Regions from separate parts of the Oncorhynchus mykiss genome. Here region 1 is linked to region 2. The links are chromatin contacts, called in public Hi-C maps. All regions are on one chromosome and are shown on one strand. Each heading gives the region's core, a stretch centred on a gene start, on an enhancer-like site or on the middle of the called end of the contact. The rest is flanking DNA. Distances are from core to core; before and after follow the strand shown.

The links. A called contact is a pair of places that touch in the nucleus more often than the background predicts.
Region 1: a contact with region 2 is called in a Hi-C map of liver, with 2.8 times the contacts expected there. The contact joins the promoter of LOC110505611 here to the promoter of itpk1b in region 2. A contact is called at or near these places in 2 of 3 Hi-C or Micro-C datasets (blood and liver).

What each region holds. Positions count from the first base shown.
Region 1 is chr25:22,038,471-22,045,170 of USDA_OmykA_1.1, forward strand. LOC110505611 (E3 ubiquitin-protein ligase RNF4) reads right to left here and starts at 3,531. Exons shown (of 8, transcript XM_021584938.2): 1 at 3,259-3,531; 2 at 2,168-2,183; 3 at 1,936-2,050. The coding sequence starts at 2,176. It overlaps cfap99 (cilia- and flagella-associated protein 99), which reads right to left. Exons shown (of 16, transcript XM_021584935.2): 7 at 6,406-6,486; 8 at 6,248-6,316; 9 at 6,040-6,126; 10 at 5,851-5,939; 11 at 5,459-5,663; 12 at 5,164-5,305; 13 at 4,821-4,972; 14 at 4,492-4,697; 15 at 4,209-4,398; 16 at 3,714-4,060. The coding sequence ends at 3,974.
Region 2 is chr25:21,905,297-21,912,000 of USDA_OmykA_1.1, forward strand. It overlaps itpk1b (inositol-tetrakisphosphate 1-kinase), which reads left to right and starts at 2,140. Exons shown (of 11, transcript XM_021584932.2): 1 at 2,140-2,495; 2 at 5,444-5,625. The coding sequence starts at 5,531. It overlaps LOC118944237 (a long non-coding RNA gene), which reads right to left and starts at 2,120. Exons shown (of 4, transcript XR_005039529.1): 1 at 1,846-2,120; 2 at 1-1,355.

The DNA.
Region 1 (6,700 bases), core at 2,281-4,780, 130 kb after region 2:
AATGTAAGAAAATGTGGAAAAAAGTCAAGGTCTAAATACTTTTGAATGCATCTGAGAAGATGAATACATGAAACTTTGAGTAACTTAAATGACAATTTGTAAACTTGATACATACAATGAATGCAATATCTATCATATTGAAACTGAATATATAAATATTGAATTTGAAAACGGAATTCAATATTCATTCAATTTCAAATAATGAAATAGAAGTTTTATTTATTCAATTATACAATTTGAGCATAAATTCAAAAGTATAGAATTCAAAATTCTATATCTTAACACAAACTCAAAATTATGGAATTCAAATAAAAATCTCTGTTGGCACTAAATTCACCCCATAGAAAATACCCTCAAATATAAAAGGTGACAATGTACTGTCACATATGAAACATTTGATCTCAAAATCCAAAATGCTTGAATATATACAGTACCAGTCAAGTCTGGACACACCTACTCATTCAAGGCTTCTTTGTTTTTTACTATTTTCTACATTGTAGAATAATAGTGAAGACATCAAAACTATGAAATAACACATGGAATAGAATAATGTAGCAGATTCTTCAAAGTACCTTTGCACACTCTTGGCATTCTCTCAATCAGCTTCATGAGGTAGTCACCTGGAATGCATTTCAATTAACAGGTGTGGCTTGTTAAGTTAGAGAGAAATTCCACAAATTATCTTAATGCGTTTGAGCCAATCACTTGTTTTGACAAGGTAGGGGTGGTATACAGAAGATAGCCCTATTTGGTAAAAGACCAAGTCCATATTATGGCAAGAGCAGCTCAAATAGAGAAACGACAGTCCATCATTACTTTAAGACATGAATGTCAGTAAATGCAGAAAATGTCAAAACTTTGAAAGTTTCTTAAAATGCAGTTGCAAAAACCATCAAGCGCTATGATGAAACTGGCTCTCATGAGGACCACCACAGGAAAGGAAGACCCTGAGTTACCTCTGCTGCAGAGGATACGTTCATTAGAGTTACCAGCCTTAGAAATTGGAGCCCAAATAAATGCTTCAGAGTTCAAGTAACAGACATCTCAACATTAACTGTTCAGAGGAGAATGTGTGAAATCAGGCCTTCATGGTCGAATTGCTGAAAAGAAACCACTACTAAAAAGGACACCAATAATAAGAGACATGCTTGGGCCAAGAAACATGAGCAATGGACATTAGACCAGTGGAACACTTCAGATTTTTGGTTCCAACCGCCGAGTAGGTGTAGGTGAACGGATTATCTCTGCATGTGCAGTTCCTACCAGGAAGCATGGAGGTGGTGGTGTGGGGGTGCTTTGCTGGTGACACCATCAGTGATTTACTTAGAATTCAATGCACACTTAACACACATGGCTACCACAGCATTCTGCAACGATACACCATCCCATCTGGTTTGCGTTTAGTGGGACTATCATTTGTTTTTCAACAGAACAATGACCCAAAACACACCTCCGGGCTCTAAGGGCTATTTGACCAATAAAAAGAGCGATGGTGTTGCATCAGATGATCTGGCCTCCACAATCACCTGACCTCAACCCAATTGAGATGGTCTGGGATGAGTTGGACCGCAGAGTGAAGGAAAAGCAGCCAACAAGTACTCAGCATATGTGGGAACTACTTCAAGGTGGTTGCAAAAGCATTCCCCATGAAGCTGGTTGAGAGAATGCCAAGAGTGTGCAACGCTGCCATCAAGGCAAAGGGTGGCTACTTTGAAGAATATAAAATATTTTTGCTTACTACATGATTCCATGTTATTTCATAGTTTACATGTCTTCACTATTATTCTACAATGTAGAAAATAGTAAAAATAAAGAAAAACCCTGGAATGAGTAGTTGTGTCCAAACTTTTAACTGGTACTGTATTTAAAATAAAAAAATAATAGATTCACTGTCCAAATACTTATGGAGAGGAGTATATATGGGCCTTTACTCACTGCTCTCCTGCACCTCTATGGTCTCAAGGTGTGACGTGTTGCTGCTGTCTGCTGTGCCTTCATTTGTATTGTTGGAGCATCTGGTATCAGGGATCTCTATTCTATCTTGCTCAGCCTGGACGCATATGGGTAGGGTACAGTCAAGCAACAGAAGAGTGTAAACACATATCAGTAGATAAAGGGAGAGGAAAGAGGTGTTTGTCTGATTAATAGGGAACGAGTACAGACTTACCTCACTCATGTTGTCACTGCAAAATAAATAAATGGCACACACTGAGGATGTAACAACATTATAGACAGCCTATACTTCCTGCAACAATAATAGCAGATAATGGAACTTGAACTTACAATCGACATAACTAAAGTAGCTAAAACCACAGGTAACTGCCAAAATAAAACAAACACAAACATAACATGCGTTGGGCCACCACAAGCCAGAACAGCTTCAATGCACCTTGGCATATCTACAAGTGTCTGGAACTCTATTGGAGGGATGCGACACTATTCTTCTATGAGAAATTCCATCATTTGGCGTGTTGTTGATGGTGGTGTAAAAAGCTCTCAGGTGCCGCTCCAGAATCTCCCATAGGTGTTCAAATTGGTTGAGATCTGGTGACTGAAATGGCCATGGCATACGGTTTACATCGTTTTCATGCTCATCAAATCATTCAGTGATGGGGGAATTGTCATGCATAGTAGCCAAAAATTGCGAAAATAATGGCTTGCCCAGCATTTTACATCCCATCACACATACTCACATACATATTTATACTCCGCACCGACATTGCTCTGGCAAATATTTCTATATTTCCATTATTTTACTTGTAGATTTGTGTATTGTTAGATATTACTATAAGTGTTTTGCTACAGCCGCAATAACATCTGCTAAATATGTGTAACGTTATGCGACCAATAAAACGTTATTTTTATACATGACCCTAAGCACGGTGGGATGTTAATTGCTTAATTAAATCAGAAATCAATATACTTTGGTATCCCTCATTTACTCGGTTTTTCCATTATTTGGGCAGTTACCTGTATCTTCCATTAACGTAGTTAGTAACAATTGATTAATAAGTTAACTAGCAAGCTCGTTAGTTAACTTACTAATCAATTGTTGTTACGAACTACGTTTGCTAACTAACGTTCGCTAACGGACGTGTTTATATTTTTCCCTCGCTGGCCAAGTTAAAGAAAAACAGGCAAACTGTTAGCTAACGTTAACTAGCTAATTTGTTTAAAAAGCAGCCATGTATGAAATAGTATTTTAACATTCGTACATAAAAAGAAAGATACCAAGCTAATGTATATGTTGGTTGTTACCTTTCTGACAGCTGACAGATACTTTCGGGTTCAAACCTGGATGAACTGCAGTAGTGTCGCTGCTGTGCATATGTGAGTAGCTCACTGTCAGCAGTGACTTTTCATAGCATGTTAGGATAATTAACGTAACGTTAGCAGGTTGAAATAATTAGAGTAAACTAAAATGCAAAAATTCTCCCAAACGCGAGTCGAATGGGTATGTAAATTTTGCATCGAAATTAGACATGACCGCGTTCAAGAGCATCAAAACCGGGAATGATGTATCATGGGTAATTTGTGACTGACTGACTGATCTTCAAATAACATTCAGAGTGATTTGTCGATCAGTCAGTCTCTCTCTACTCGCTGCTATTTCGAATGCGCCCATTTTCACCCATGCATGGGTATTCTTGAACATACAAGTTACATTCCAATGTAACTAAATCAAATCAAACGTAAGGAAATAAAACACACAGTTCAAAGATTTGGGTTCACTTTAAATTGTACAGTGGCATAAGAGCACAACAACATATTTTTTGTTTTTCAACTTTACATGCTGACATCCTCTTGATAAGAGTAGCAATAGTAGCCTTAACAAAAGTAAATACAACATGCATGATGTACTTGTTATATGAAATTAGGGCTTCTCAAAGACTTGGAGCAAACATGCAATATGGTCCTTATGCTAGGAGAATGACATTCAGAGGCTGATGTCTAGACCTTGAGTATTTTTCTTCTAGGAGAGAGTGTTAGGAGCTTCCTGCTGGACCTGACGCTCCAATCTTTGCTCCAAATCTGCCCAGTGTTGTTCCTCCATTTTTTGCTGCTCACACACACACACACACACACACACACGCACACACGCACACACACACACATGATTGGGATGAGAGAGTGATAAGCTGGTTATTGAACATCTTCTAGCAAATCCAAACACAGCTTGGAATATTTATATTTCTGTTTATGCTTACCTTCCTGTGATTCCAGCTCTTGAGGGCATGAGTGCCAGATTGCTCACTAATCTTGGCTTTGGTTTTCTCGCCCTGCTTCAGCCTCTGGCGCTCCTGCTGCCTCGCCTCCAGCCTTCTCTGCAAAGCCACCACCATCTCGTCCTCGGCTACTCCCTGCTGCAGCTCCCGCCTTGCTCTCTTCTCCTCCTGCCTGCCTCACACCATATGCACATTAGGATACTGTACATCTCAGACATGCCTTCTGTGTGCAAGCCAGGCATGCGAGTGTCTTAGTTGCTCTGACCTGCGTGCAGCAGCCTGTCCCAGGGCTGTCCTGTGGAGGGCGATGGTGTCCAGCTGCTCCAGCAAAAGCTGTTCCCTGCTTTTCTTGTCCTCCAGAATGCGCCCCCTCCTGTCCTGATGCTCTCTCTGCTCTGCATCCCTCAGCATGGCCAGACGCTCCCGCAGCTCAGCCAGGGACATCTCCCCAAGCAGGTCATGTCCTGCTGTCTTTGACAGGGAGAGGTCAGAATACAGTATATTGTTCATCATAAAAGTCAACCTTCTTCTGACAGAACCCAGCAAAATGCCTTTATACTCTATTATGTTGGCAAGATCCATTCCCCTGCTCACCTCTGTTTCATCCACAAACTTGTGCCTGATGAGGGGGACAGACTCAATGGCCCGGATCTGACAGATAATCTCAAACTTCCTGCTCAGCTCTGCCTGTGCTTCCTCCAGGGCCTGACGAAGGAGTTCCCCACTCTGCGCCGACACTTCCTTTACTGGAATGCAAACGTACACAAAAGCACACAGAAATGAGACCCCAATTCGCCAAGCACTGTCTGCTGCACCACAACACCAAAGCAGGTGTAATTGAGAAAGGGTACATTTCTCATCCCTAGTTAAATAAAGGTAAAATAAAATAAATACAAATGTGGGAACAGGGGGTGATGTAATGCTATAGTTTAGTCACCTATTCGCTGTTTGAACTCCTGCAACTTCACTTTAGCTGCTTTTGAGTTTTTGTGTCCATCTGCCACCTGTTGTACCAGGTCTCTCATCTCTTTCTCCTCCTGCAACCGCTTGTTTGCGTATCTTTGCATCAGCTTGGCAGTCTGCAAACAATCATAAGCAGGACAGGCTCCATCAAAGAGACTCACAAAGACAGGAACACTTAATATAGCCAATTACCCTTTCTCAACGATTCAATGATTCCAAAACTGAATAACACTATGAACACATTAATACATCATTCTAATAACACACACCTCTTCCTTCTTTAGCAGTGCAGTCTTCTGGTTGCGCTCCATGATGCGGGTGCGGGCGAGAGCAGCCTCCTCGTAGCTGATGCGACCCTCCAGACGGCGACGCTCCACCTGGGCCAGCTCTTCCTGGAGATCACGCTCCCGCATCTCCTTCTGCCACTGCAGGAACGAGGAGGGCTCGCCCGCCCCCTCCACAAGTTGCTCCATCCTGTGTTACCGTAACACACATTATTAAACCTCTCCACTCTAGCTACCGTCATAAGTGTCCCACTAGCGCAGCTAGTTTTTAATGTAAAATATGTCAACTATACAGTCGGCAATAGTGATTAATTCCTGAAGTATAGTGGCACAACTGATATAGGAGGCACAGATGCAGGGATTATATTGTGTCGTACCTGCGTAGTTCCTCCTCCACCTGACGGTTATACAGAGCCCCCTCCCGCAGGATGGCCGTGGTGTTGAGCCTGATGGGCAGGTTGTTAGGCTGGTGGAAATATACAAATACACATGGGTATACACACACGCACATAGACAAGTGTGTCTGTCAGTTACGGTATATGATTTCTGTATCATGTGAGAGCTACCTTATGGGTGGCTGGGGTTCCAGAGGTGTGGAGTGAATCAAACTTGAGCTGGGCATCATGGCTTCGTACAATCTGGGACATGACACTCTGTAAATCAGACAGTACAGTATGATTAAGCTGGATGGAAACAGGATACCCATATAGAAGAAAAAAAACCTTGAAGCAAGAAAATGTATTTTAAAATCTCTTACGTGGAACATTCACCTACCTTGGTGCGCTCAGACTTTTGTGGGTTTGCACACTTGAACTGTTGAGTGTTGGCCTCATACAGAACTTGCTGTGGGTGGAAAAGAAAACCGGGGTTTATTGTATGTATGAGCGCAGGAGAAAACTAGGTGTTAAAATAAGATACCAGACACAACATACCTCTGCCTTCTGACGGTTCCTCTGTTTGACCTCCTCCATGACCTGCTTCTCTTTTGGAACTCTGTAGGTGCTGGTTGGTACCTATGAAACAATAAGCAGCGGTCACTATGAAGGTTATAAAAATAGAATAGCCTATCTACTATGATATTGTGTCAATCAGGTTCTGACTTTGGACCTGTTTCCCAAAAAAAAAAAAAAGCAGAAATACTATAGTATTCACTGTAGTGTTTTGCAGGCTTTACTGTAGTATTCACTATAGTAATTAATGTAGTCTTTTTACAAATTGTAGTATACT
Region 2 (6,704 bases), core at 890-3,389:
TGTGACTGCAACGTTGGACACGTTAAAATTGTATGACTTCACATCTAACTTAATTCCTCTGTACTGCACTTAATTGCAATGATACCCCCCTGTGTTTGTCTCATGATTATATACAAGCGGCTTCATTATTATTTTAAGCAGGACAGTACCTAACCCAGATTCTTGTTGCATGTCTGGTTGACTTCATAGAAGTGGTCATCATGTAATAACAAAAACTGCTGGCCAGCAAGTACAGTAGGCCTACCTATGATGCGAATCCATCCATGACAGTGGGAGATTCTCAATTGGAAAATGTCTGTCCTCTCCTCGACTCTTTTGTCCTCCTCTACTCTGTCCGTGACCCGGAAACCGATAAGTGTTCTTCATACAGTATGTAGGGGTGCAAATTCGTTAAAAGGAGAACTTTCTGCTCTCCTCAATTGCCTTCTTCAGCCGAGGATACACGGGTGCTCTGTGTTTTAAAATCTAGCACACTCCCTTTGAATCAGATGTTGTTTTGTCAACAACAACAAAAACATGCACACATTTAAGATTATTGTATCTAGAAAATATCTTGCACAACTAGCTAAATAAATGTTTAGCACTTTACACATGTGTTTTGGGATTCCTCTGTAAACGTAATTTGTCTGATGATGTGCTAGTGGATAAGGAGAATCATCTAATTTACCTTTGACCTTTTTCAAAGGAGAGTACGAAGGAGAGTCCAGCAAAACCAACTGAGAATCTTCCAGTGTCAAGTCAGGAGGTAGATCTGCCTAATAAATCAGACTCCTAGAGGTAGGGGTGGATACAGGAGCATGGATTTTGTGGGGACGGTCGAGTGGAAAAAGGCTACAGAGACATGTGGGAACCACAGGAACTTCTGTTATGAGTGTGGGGACTTACTGCCTCTACCTAAGCTGCAGGAGATTCAGCTGTGAGGAAGAAGGCTTCAAAGAGAATGAGGAAAACAGAGGTTGAATTTGATGAAGATGGCGATAGAAAGGGAGAAGACGACTGTGAAGAAGACTGGTGGCAAGTACAAACAGAGTGAGCAGTATGCCAGGTTGAGTCCTGGAGGTGAAATGGAAAGTGAGAGTGAGAGTTATTTGAAGTGGAAGGTGTGCCATCGACCTAGGGTAGGGACCAATAGGGTTAAATGATGGAATAGGGTGGTGGGTTTTAATGAGTGCATATTTTTTAATTTTGTTGTTTACAGTATAATGGATTTATAGCCCAGTATAGTTGATGGCGGTAATGCAACATAAATTGGATGAGTATAGCCGTTACCCACCTCTAGACTTCTTATTCAGCGAGGGTTAAGGTAATTAATGTCCACATGCTCACCTGAGATGTCTGTTGACAAAAGGAGGGCTCTGAAAAAGCATGAACCATGTTATGAGTGGTCATACTTAGAAATTCTTGAATCACAGGTTTAATATGCATATTCCTCATATACAGACTTTGCAACACAGTCTGAATCTCTTGAATGTTGTGAATTAAATTAATTCTTACATTTGTAAACACTCAAACCTATTGCTGACAACTTTGACTATACTTCATGCACCCACCGATCACAAATGAACTTGGGCCAACAATTGATAATGGCAAAGTCTGTGATCGTGATTTATTTATTTGCATACAATGTACACTTTCTTGAGTTGTAAACCATATCCAGGAACATTTTAAATCCTTTCGACAAAGGAAATTGTATCTAACCTGACCTGTAGATGCACTGCCCTCTAGTGCTTGACAGACAATCAGCTTCACCTTTGAAAAATGTTTTGCCAGCAGATGGCGCAATGGTAGTGCCAGAATCCTAGGCTACTGTTCAAACTCACAAAAGACACACCCTCGTCAACTTACCCTCGCCTTATATCATTGGGGAATCCCTGTCGCCATCTTGGAGGGCGGTCCAAATAATTAGCCAAGCAAGGGAAGTTAGCAACGTAAGGCCCTCAGCCCTCGTTTTTAGTCGAGTTTGCGAGTGTACTCCATGTTTGCGACCCAAACACTTAAAAGACACACCATATCTCCACCGCCCTCAAATTAAGTGGACACTTCTGGTGACGTTTCATGACGTCTGTGACGAGTATACACTTGCAAGGCGCGGGAGGAAGAAATTATTTTTAAATGGGCCACCCTTGGCCGGAAATTCGTCACTCGTTCATCCCGCAATGATAGTGTTTTCAGCCACCGATAATTTATGGGTGCTTTGCTACTGTCAATTATGAGTGCATGTCTACTTATATTAAATATATAATTATTAATATACGCCTACTGTATGAGAGCTAGCTAACTAACGTTAGCCTGCCTAGCTGGAACTTCTGAAGAAGGAAAATGTTTTATTTCTAGAATTTCCAAAAAAGGACAACCAATAGCTACTTTCCTTAACTGAGGAATTGGCAACACTGCCCGGAGTGACCATAATTTTATACTCGCAAAGCCGACTAAAAATGAGGGCTGAGGATGCAAACTTCCCTTGCTTGGCTAATAATTTGGACCACCCACACAGGGTAAGTGGACGAGGGTGTGTCTTTTAAGTGTTTGACCGCACACTGGAAAATATTAGCGTCATTGCAGGAACATTGACACTTCTGGTCTTCCAATTTTGCCTTGGAAAAAAATGGTATGATACGAAATCATTTTTTTTGCATAGTGCATCATCTTCAAATAATGTTACAAAAAATGTAAACTAAAGAGAAGTACAACTTTATATAAGATGCATAATATAAGGTGGCACACATTGATAAATGTTTGGAGCTTAAGTAAATTAATGTAAATTAATTATACAGAACCTATTGATGTAGCGTAAGAGTCTATATGCAGTTATTTATTGGATGACTGTGGTGTAAATGACTGTTGTGTAAATACCCATCAGCCCTATAAATTACATATTGGCTTATAGAGAAAAAACTATTCCATGTGCCGAAACCCACTCCAATTTGCATAGATGATCAATCTCTATTGCAATCCACACTGCCCTTTCCCACCTGGAAAAAAGGAACACCTACATGAGAATTGACTACAGCTCAGCACTATAGTGCCCTCAAAGCTCATCAATTTTATTTTACTTTACCTAGGCAAGTCAGTTAAGAACAAATTCTTATTTTCAATGACGGCCTAGGAACAGTGGGTTAACTGCCTGTTTAGAACGACAGCTCGGGGGTTTGAACTTGCAACCTTCTGGTTACTAGTCCAACGCTCTAACCACTAGGCTACTCTGCCACCCCAATAAGCTAAGGACCCTGGGATTAAACACCTCCCTCTGCAACTGGATCCTGGACAGGCTGACCCCAGGTGGTAAGGGTGGGTAACAACACATCTGCCATGCTGATCCACAACACAGGGGCCCCTCAGGGGTGCATGCTCAGTCCCCTCCTGTACTCGCTGTTCACTCTTGACTGTACGGCCAAGCTCAACACCATCATTAAGTTTGCCGATGACACAACAGTGATGAGACAGTCTATAGGGAGGAGGTCAGAGACCTGGCAGTGTGGTGCCAGGACAACAACCTCTCCCTCAAAGTGATCAAGACAAAGGAGATTATTGTGGACTACTGGAAAAAGAAGACTGAGCACGCCCACATTCTCATCTACTGAGCTGCAGTGGAGCAGGTTGAGAGCTTCAAGTTCCTTGGTGTCCACATCACCAACAAACTAACATGGTCCAAGCTCACCAAGATAGTCATGAAGAGGGCACGACAACACCTATTCTCCCTCAGGATACTGAAAAGATTTGGCATGGGTCCTCAGATCCTCGAAAGGTTCTACAGCTGCACCATTGAGAGCATCCTGCCTGACTGGTTGCATCACTGCCTGGTATGGCAACTTCTCGGTCTCTGAAAGCAAGGCACTACAGAGGGTAGTACAAACGGCCCAGTACATCACTGGGGCCAAGCTTCCTGCCATCCAGGGCCTCTATACCAGGCGGTGTCAGAGGAAGGGCCTAAAAGAAGGACCTATTGTCAAAGACTCCAGCCAACCTAGTCATAGACTGTTCTCTCTGCTACCGCACTGCAAGCGGTACCGGAGCGCCAAGTCTAGGTCCAAGAGGCTTCTAAACATCTTCTACCCCCAAGCCATAAGACTCCTGAACATCTAATCAAATGGCTACCCAGACTATTTGCCACAATGCGAATCACTGTATTTGGAATACATATTGGCTTATAGAACAAAAACAGTTCTGGGTGCCGCAGTAAAAGTATTACAGGGAATACTCACTATGGTCTGTAGCATGTATATATGGTGTCATTTCATGGGTCTCTCAATAATACCGATTGTTGCTGGCCTTTTACTCCTCCCATTCCGTGGTGGCCCATTCTATCTGGACGGCATGTCTCAACTTCCCCCAACACCTGCCTTTAAAGCTAGAATCCTTAGTTGTTACGTCTGTTTTTTAAAACTTGTATTTTAGTTTTTGTATATTAATGATATACAGGTATCTGCCTAAATAAAAGAAACATCAACCTAAAGTGTTTTAGGGCGTTGGGCCACCACGAGCCAGAACAGCTTCAATGCACCTTAGCATAGATTATACACGTGTCTTGAACTCTATTGGAGAGATGAAACGCCATTCTTCCACTAGAAATTCCATCATCATAGTGTTGTGGAAAACGCTGTCCCAGGCGCCGCTCCAGAATGTCCCATACGTGTTGAAATGGGTCTGGTGACTGAGACGGCCATGACATATGGTTTACATCGTTTTCATGCTCATCAAGGCTATAAGGACACGATTGACAACCGATATATTATTTCAGAATTCATTAAAATTAGGGTAAGGTTTGGCTGTCGGTTTAAGCGTCAACTGTGTCCTTATAATCTCCCCAGCAAGCTAGTTAACGGTATGCATAGTTGTTTAGGGCTACATAAAGGAGCTCTATTCGAGAGCGTGAGTACGCAGTCAGGTAAAATCGGAGAAGAGATCTCCGTGCAGTGCTTGGTCACCACTTCAGCTTGAACAACCAGCCGAACGGAGAATGGACAGCTATCAGGCTAGCTAGCTAGGTGGAATTCAAAGAGGACATGTGCTAGCTGGTAGCTATACATTTTATTTAACTTTTTATGGATTCATTCCGAAAATCAGCTGTGTATTTGCTTCTCCTCGAGCTTTGTCATCATCCCAGTGAATGTATTTAGAAACCACAGGCTAAGTAATGCCTTGCTTTATGTGGCGCATCTCTAGAAATTAACGTTAGGCTAGCTGCATTTCCGAAGAGACTATGAGGGGGGCTTTTGGTAAATGTTCGTTTAGGTAGCTAACAGTCATTTACAATTCAGTTAAGTTTAGCTAGGTAGACATTATTGTTATGGCTATAACTAATAGTTTGCTACTGCTAGCTAGAGACGTTGCAGCTTTGCGAGTCAACTTATTGGTTAGGGCTAACTAGCTAAGTTAGTACGTCCTGTTTCCTCACATGGCCAGGCTAATACGAAATACAAAGTCATTTCTCCCTCCCCTCTAGGTTCGTGTGGGACGACAGTTTCCTGTTTTCGCCAGTGTCCAGGTTGATTCGACCATAACTTCTGGATTGTGAACACGCGAGGTGGAGATGCAGACTTTTTTGAAAGGCAGAAGAGTGGGTTACTGGCTCAGCGAGAAGAAGATGAAGAAGCTGAATTTTCAGGCCTTTGCTGATTTGTGCAGGTAGGCTACTGTATGTGCTGACAACAATGTAGCTACTGGTGGTTACATTTCAGTCTACTGTACAGTAGTTACAGTCCTGGAGGGATACAGCCAGCTATCTGGTGCGAGATACATTGTAGTAGCTTGTACTAGTAGTGGTGTAGCTATTTGTTACAAATATCCAGTCTTAAAAACATAGGTAATCACTTCTTTAAATGTGCCCAAATGGCGCTACTATTTTATTATGACCTCAAGAACCAAGTGTTGCATCCATCTTTTCTTGTTTTAACTGATTATATTTTGGAGGAGTACACATTTTGAACATTAATTGAAGAGGATATTACAAATTCAGTGTGAGCTCAATTTGCATATATCATGCAACAGTGTCTGCTGACCGTTTTGGAGCACTGTTAGGCCAAGTGCATTTCTCAGTGTACTGCCTTTTTTTGTAGGAAACAATCACAGGGATTATAGTGACCTGAGCAGTCTCACAATTTGAGCAACTTGAGCCTGCTGTGAGGTTGCCCGTTGGGCAGGTTATAAACAATAAATAAAAACATTTGAAAATAATTTCATTAGTCAGTTTTTTTCTGGTTATGTGTAAATAGCTACTTAGAATGTCCGGCTAAGTGATCATAATCTTCGGGCAATGAAAATCAATCAGATTTAGATTTTACTCTCCTGTGTTTAGTGTCGCATGCTATACTGATTTTTTAATATTTTTTTACACAAGCAAATTAAAAATGTTTCGGTACTATAATTTGTTACTTTCGGTAGTTCTGTCAAATGTGTCTCAAGGATCAAGTCAGTCTATCAGCGCAGCCGACTTATTATAGTGCACACCGTTTCTTCTCCATTTACTCATTGCTAGCCTGCACTGTGAGTATGGGCTGCACCATGTTAACTTCTGTGCAGCATGAGTTGGGAGCTAACACACTTGAATAATGTGACATGGCATACAAAAGGTTCAAACTGTTCATTACTGTTCGCAAAACAATGTCTATACAAGCTAAAACCTTTACAATGGAAGAAGATACCTTTTAGTTTCCAGCTTTGTAGGCTAACTTTATTTTCTAGCTGACAGCTAACGCTAACATCAA